Regions from separate parts of the Mus musculus genome. Here region 1 is linked to region 2. Evidence: chromatin contacts called from public promoter capture Hi-C data. All regions are on one chromosome and are shown on one strand. The core of a region is the stretch at or near the end of the contact, and the rest is flanking DNA. Distances in the headings are between cores, read along the strand shown. Region 1 holds the start of Dnmbp (dynamin binding protein). Region 2 holds the start of Pgam1 (phosphoglycerate mutase 1).

Evidence for each region. Promoter capture Hi-C pulls out the DNA fragments that hold promoters and counts their contacts.
Region 1: a contact with region 2 is called in a promoter capture Hi-C map of liver, with 8 times the contacts expected there. The contact joins the promoter of Dnmbp here to the promoter of Pgam1 in region 2. A contact is called at or near these places in 3 of 39 promoter capture datasets (hippocampal neurons, liver and pre-B cells).

What each region holds. Positions count from the first base shown.
Region 1 is chr19:43,938,843-43,941,611 of GRCm38.p6, reverse strand. It overlaps Dnmbp (dynamin binding protein), which reads left to right and starts at 1,414. Exons shown (of 16, transcript NM_028029.4): 1 at 1,414-1,495.
Region 2 is chr19:41,910,100-41,913,239 of GRCm38.p6, reverse strand. It overlaps Pgam1 (phosphoglycerate mutase 1), which reads right to left and starts at 1,369. Exons shown (of 4, transcript NM_023418.2): 1 at 1,054-1,369. The coding sequence starts at 1,192.

The DNA of each region.
Region 1 (2,769 bases), core at 165-2,664, 2.0 Mb before region 2:
GAGAGGAGACTCTGTCTCAAAAGAGAAAGTAAGTAAGAAAGAAAGATAATAATACCATTATCTAGGTAGTAGATTGTCATTTTACTTGAAAGGGGGAGAAAAGCTTACTGTTTGACAGGCCGCTGAAGCATTTGATCAATTTCTTTCAAAAACAAAAATCTGGAATATTTATGTTTTACCACAAAAATGCCTTCCTTCAGTGTTCAGACAGCAAAGGAGGAGAATAATGTATGTGAGCAGCAGTTTCACCCCTAGGTACAGCCTCCAAAGAACTGGAAGCAATGGGTCCAGCAGATACGTGTACGATTTGGGTCCTAGCCTTAGCCACAGTAGCCAAAGGGGAAACTCCGCCGAATGCCCAGTGAAGGACAAACGCCTAAACACAACGCAGTATATTTAGCAGTAAAAAGGAAGGAAATTCCGACACATAGAACAGCACAGATGAAACTTAGGGCATTATTCTAACCAAAATAAGGCAGGCACCAAAAGGCCAAGTATTGTAGATTGCATGTATGAGGGTCTTCAGAGTAGACGAATTCTTAAGGACACGAGAGACTAGGAATCGCTGGGAGTGGAGTCCCTGTACGATAAGAGCAGTTTCAGTTTGGGAAGTTGGGGTCCCGGTGCCGGACAAGATGATGGATGCGTAGCAATGTGAATTTACCTACTCTGATGGACTGCACGCACACTTGACAATGGTTCAAACGATACACTTTATGCTATGTCTAGTTTACTACGATTTTTGAAGAGTCAAGAAACAATCTAGCTGATGAGATTTTAAAATAAAGCCTTATCTCTGCTGTGTGTGCATAGTGATATATGATTCCTGCATTCCTCAAATCTGCTAGGTCGGTCCCCGCGCTTGCACCAGCTCCTCCACGCACTTGCGATCTTTAACAGTCAGAAGTCTTCCGGGACTTTTCAGAAACCGGGACGTTTGGTTCTAGTATTCTGTGATTCCTTGCTTTTAAATTCTCAAAATTGTCCTGTGAGACTTTGCTCGGGAGAAAAGAAAAAAAAATCGATGAGGAGTGGGCAGTAACCTGATGGTGTTCCCCTGTAATCCAGCACTTGGAGGAGTGAAGGACGATGGAAGGTTCAAGGCTAGCCTCCGCCTCGGAGTAAGAGAATTCGCGCAGCGGAGAATTTGAGTTCTCTAGGTTGGCGGTAGCGCGAGTGCGTGGGGATCTGGATCCTAGCCTGAGCGAGGTGTGTCGCTAAACGCCCCCACGCAGTCCGTGCCTCAGTTTCCCTGAAAGGCCCTGGGAGCCCGAGCCCTGACGTGGCGGAGCGACGGGCTAGGCGGCCGCCAGGGGGCGCGAGCGCGGGAAACGGAGCCGGGGGCCACCGGACGGAAGCGGCGCTAAGGGAGGCGGGGCGGCGCGGAGTCACCCGGATCGGCCCGCCCGCCCGCCGCCGCTGAGGGGAGGTGACCGCGGCCCGGCCGGGCCACCAGTGGCTGTGCGCGGAGGGAACGCCGAGCGGCAGAGAGCAGGTCGGTGCGGGGCCGGGCGTCCGTGGGGTGGCGGGGTGGTGGGGTAGCGGGGACGGTCGCCTGCGGGGCGCGCGGGGCTTGCGGCGCAGCTCTCGGTCGCGCTGAGCTGCGCTCCGCGAGACGCGAGGCCCTCGCTGTCTTCACTCACGGCCGAGGGGGTGCAGGGGGGGGGGGGCAGCAGCCCTAGGGACCGTCCCGGGGCGCGGACCGGGGGGCGAGGTGTCCAGCCGGGGCGCTGTCACTGCGCCGCCCTGCCTCTTGGCTTTGAGTTGAAGAACTGAGCCCCAGTCCTGCTCCTGGTCACTGCTGCAGCTGGTGGGCATGAGAGGCCGGGATTTCGTGACAGCCAGGCAGCGATGGTTTCCCAAATAACCCGGGACTATTTATATTTAGCTGGAGATGCAGTTTTGGCTTACTGGAGTTTTTAGGTACCCAGGACGATTGCATGCTTGTGTCAGAGGAGGATGGTTGTCACTCGAATAAAGGGGTGTTGGGGTGACCGGACAGGACAGCATGTGGTGTGTATTAAGAGCTGCGAAGGGTGTTTTTAGGGCACAGGGTCGTGTTGAAAAACCAACTTGAAAAGCAAGGTCGCATGTGGGATTATGGCTGGCAAATTCTGTAACCTGTCTGACAGTGTTTCTTTTATAGTCTTGGGAGCACCTTGTGGAACTTCCTAATTAATAATGGTGACAAGCTAGTGATGACACCGATTCTCTGGTAGGAGCATAGTTTGGACTCCACTGTGCTTAGTCGAGTTACATGCCGCTGATAGAGCTGACTAATCAACAGGCGATTTTTGCAGCAAGCAGACCTGATTTCTCAGTTAGGGCTGCATTTATAAAACAGTCGTAGGAAAAGCATAGTCGAGGTGTAGTGTTCAAGTTAGTGTATCCATCGGGCCTCATTCCCCCTAAACTACTGAATCTCGTGATCTCTCAGGCCCTTCCACCGCTAAAGTCTTTCATTTGTATTTGAAGCCGATCCCTCCTGGTGACAACAAAGTCCTAGGAAAACAAAGTTAATTTTACAAATTATGTAGCAGATGTTCAACTTCACTGTCGCTCCCCGCTCCCCCACTCACATAATATTGGGTTGAAATGAGTGAAACCTGTTGTGTGTGTGTGTGTGTCATTCATGTTTCTGTGTTAATGTCACCCAATGGCTTGTCTAGACAGAGATCTTGGTGTGTAGTGGGGAAGTGCTAAGTCTGGCATGGGAGTGACTTGCATGTTGTCACAGGTAGTTTTTCCAACAAGCCAAGAACATTTTGA
Region 2 (3,140 bases), core at 120-2,619:
CAATGTTTCCTTGCCTCAGGAATTCGTATTCAAAATCTTCCCTCATCTGAAAAGGGTGTACAAGAAGCTAGGGAGGGCAACCAAGACACAAGATCACTTCAGGTAGGCATGAGCAACCCTTTTACACAGCTACTGCCGTGTCCAAGTTAGGATGTGCCCTAATCACCAAGAGAAGTGCCTCTTCACTACAGGGAGCGGGGAGGCCTTGCTTTCTTATTAGCATTCCAAAATCACAGAGAACTGTGGGTGGTGCGGGGCACCCAGCATGGATAGGCAAAGGCGAGCTTATCTCCTGGACGCTTTCACCCTTTGCTCTGCCTCTGTCCTTGGCCAAGGGCCCGCCAGTTCCTCACACTTACTTGTTACTCCACCCAGAAATGGGGCAAGGACACTGGATTAGAACTAAGTTTTGTATGACCTTGGACAAATCTTTCCAGTCACTTTTCTAAACTATAACAAGAGGACGGAGAGAGGTAAAAAGGAGGGAAATTAGATCTGCCTGCTTCATAGGGCTGGAGAGAGCATCAACTGAAATCACCCACTCACATTCCTGGATTCGGTTTTGTGGTTTGCTGCTGTGCTACAAAGCTCTCCGAAGCACGCGGTTTCCAGGTTGTCTCAAAGGCCATTAGACATCCCCACCTAACACCCCCCCACTACCCAGGGCGAGCCCGTGACCTGCCGCTTCGCCATGATGGGCAGGCGCCTCAAGTATACTCCGGTACAGCCACTGATGTCACGGGGAATCGTCCGCCAGGCGCCCTAGGCCCTCGTGGTACCCTAAAGGGTCCTGGGCGCCACAGGTGGGGCTGCTCGGACCGGAAGAACAGATTTTAGCCTAGCGGCGGCTGTGCCCTCTTTCTGGCACAGACTCTCAGACTTAACGGGGTGACCTTGACAAGCGGGTTCCCCACCCTGCGTTCACCTCCCCAGATGAAAATTCAACTGCAGAGGCCGACCGAAGTGCCCGCCTCTCGAGAGGGCCCGGGGGCTCAGGCGACCCCTAGGCCGGTGCTGGCCCAGTACGCCACACAGCGCTCGTCCCGCTCGTACCTCGCAACGCCTGCCCGCCGCGCTTCGCCTCCTCGTGGCCCGCCGGGCTCAGGTCGGCGTCGTACCAGCCGCTGAAGCGGTTCTCCAGGTTCCAGGCGCTCTCGCCATGCCGGATCAGCACCAGCTTGTAGGCAGCCATGGCGACGGGCAGAGGATGCAGCAGCAACTGAGGATCGCCGAGATTCTCTTCGCAGCCCGCCCCCCGCCCCGGTCGCGCCTGCGCACTTACAGTCTCCCGCCCCGCTTCCGCGCACTTTCTCCCCGAAATCTTTCCACTCGCTCGACAGACCGCCGCCCGCCCCGTGTGCGCATGCGCCTCAGGCAAGTTCTGCGGCCTGCTAAGGGGGGGGTGTAGTGCACCGCGGCGGCAGTGCGCATGCGTTGTACGTAGCGGTACCCGCGTGCTACCCGGCAGTCACGGAGCGCACGTAAGCAAGGAGCGCGGAGGGTGCTGGTTGCGAGCTTGAGCTCCAGGCGCCGACTGGACACGCCGCGCTTCCTCTTTAGGGATGATCAACTATCCTCTGACCAGTTCTTCAGCCCTGCCAGGCCACAGTCCCATCCCTGCGCAATTCCAATATACACCCTTTTCCTTTTAACTTGTACTTCGGACAAGTCATAAGACGTCTCAGCCTCACTTGTAAAATACTCTATAAACCTAAACGTGGGTTGTTGCTATTTCCCTTCAACAGAACATTGTTCTTTTGGGTTGTTTTGTTGTTTTTTGTTTCTAGTTTGTTGCTTTTTTTTTTTTTTTTTTTTTTTTTTTTTTTTTTTTTGAGACAGTCTCTCTGCGTAACCCTGACTGTCCTGGAACAAGTTCTGTAGACCAGGCCTAGAACTCAGAGATTTCCTGTCTCTGCCACCGAAGTGCTAGATTAAAGGCGTGGTTCATCACGCCAGTTAGAGCACAGCTTTTTTTTTTTTTTTTTTTTTTTAAGATTTATTATTTATTTTTATGTAGCTGTACAAATGGTTGTGAGCTTTCCTGTGGTTGTTGGGAATTGAATTTTTTAGGACCTCTGTTCGTCCTGGTAGGCCCAGCTCGCTCCAGTCGGCCCTGCTTGCTCTGGCCCATAAATTTATTATTTATTATTATAAAAATAATAGTACAATAATAAATATATACATATGCATTTATAACTACATATTATATAATAATAAATAATAAATATGTATTTATACATAAGGCCACTGTAGATGTCTTCAGACATGCCAGAGGAGGGCATCAGATCTCATTATGGGTGGTTGAGAGCCACCATGTGATTCTGGGATTTGAACTCAGGACCTTCAGAAGAGCAGTTAGTTACCTGCTGAGCCATCTCATGTCGCCAGCCCCAAGAGAACAGCTCTATATCCCTTTTCTTCTACTAAATGTTGATTCTGTAGCTGAGAGTGTGTGGAAGCTCCTGTGTAGGTGTACAGGCTCATGTCCTTCTGAGAAGCAAACGTTAGGCCCTTACAACATTACAAAAAGGAATGTCTGTCTCTCCTTACCCCAATTTTAGTATCCACTTGTTAGGACCAATTTCTCCTGCCCAGGCTGTGGACTCTTAGTTTATTTCCATTAAACTTCTTCATGAGCATTAAACATTAGCCAGACAGTGGCCTATTACTAAGATACTAAGATAGTGTCATGAATTCCTGTCCTTTTAGTGGAGAGCAAAATCCACATTTAAACAATTGACAACAGAACTGAGCCACTTTCTGTACTTTCGACAGAGAGCCAAGAAAAGTTTTAACATGAGATGGTCAAGTACCTACTACAGACTAAACAGAGTTAGTGCTTTTGTGCTTTATGCGTATTAACGCCTTCCCCCCCCCCCCCGTCTGTCTGTCTTTCTTTCTTTCTTTCTTTCTTTCTTTCTTTCTTTCTTTCTTCCTTCCTTTCTTTCTTTCTTTTTCTCTTACTTTCTTTCTCTCTCTCTCACTCTCTTTCTTTTCTTTCTTTCTTTCTTTCTTTCTTTCTTTCTCTCTCTCTCTCTCTTTTCTTTCTTTCTTTCTTTCTTTCTTTCTCCCCCCCCCTTCTGTTTTTTTCAGGCAGGGTTTCTTTGTACAGCCCTGGCTGTCCTGAAACTTGCTGTATA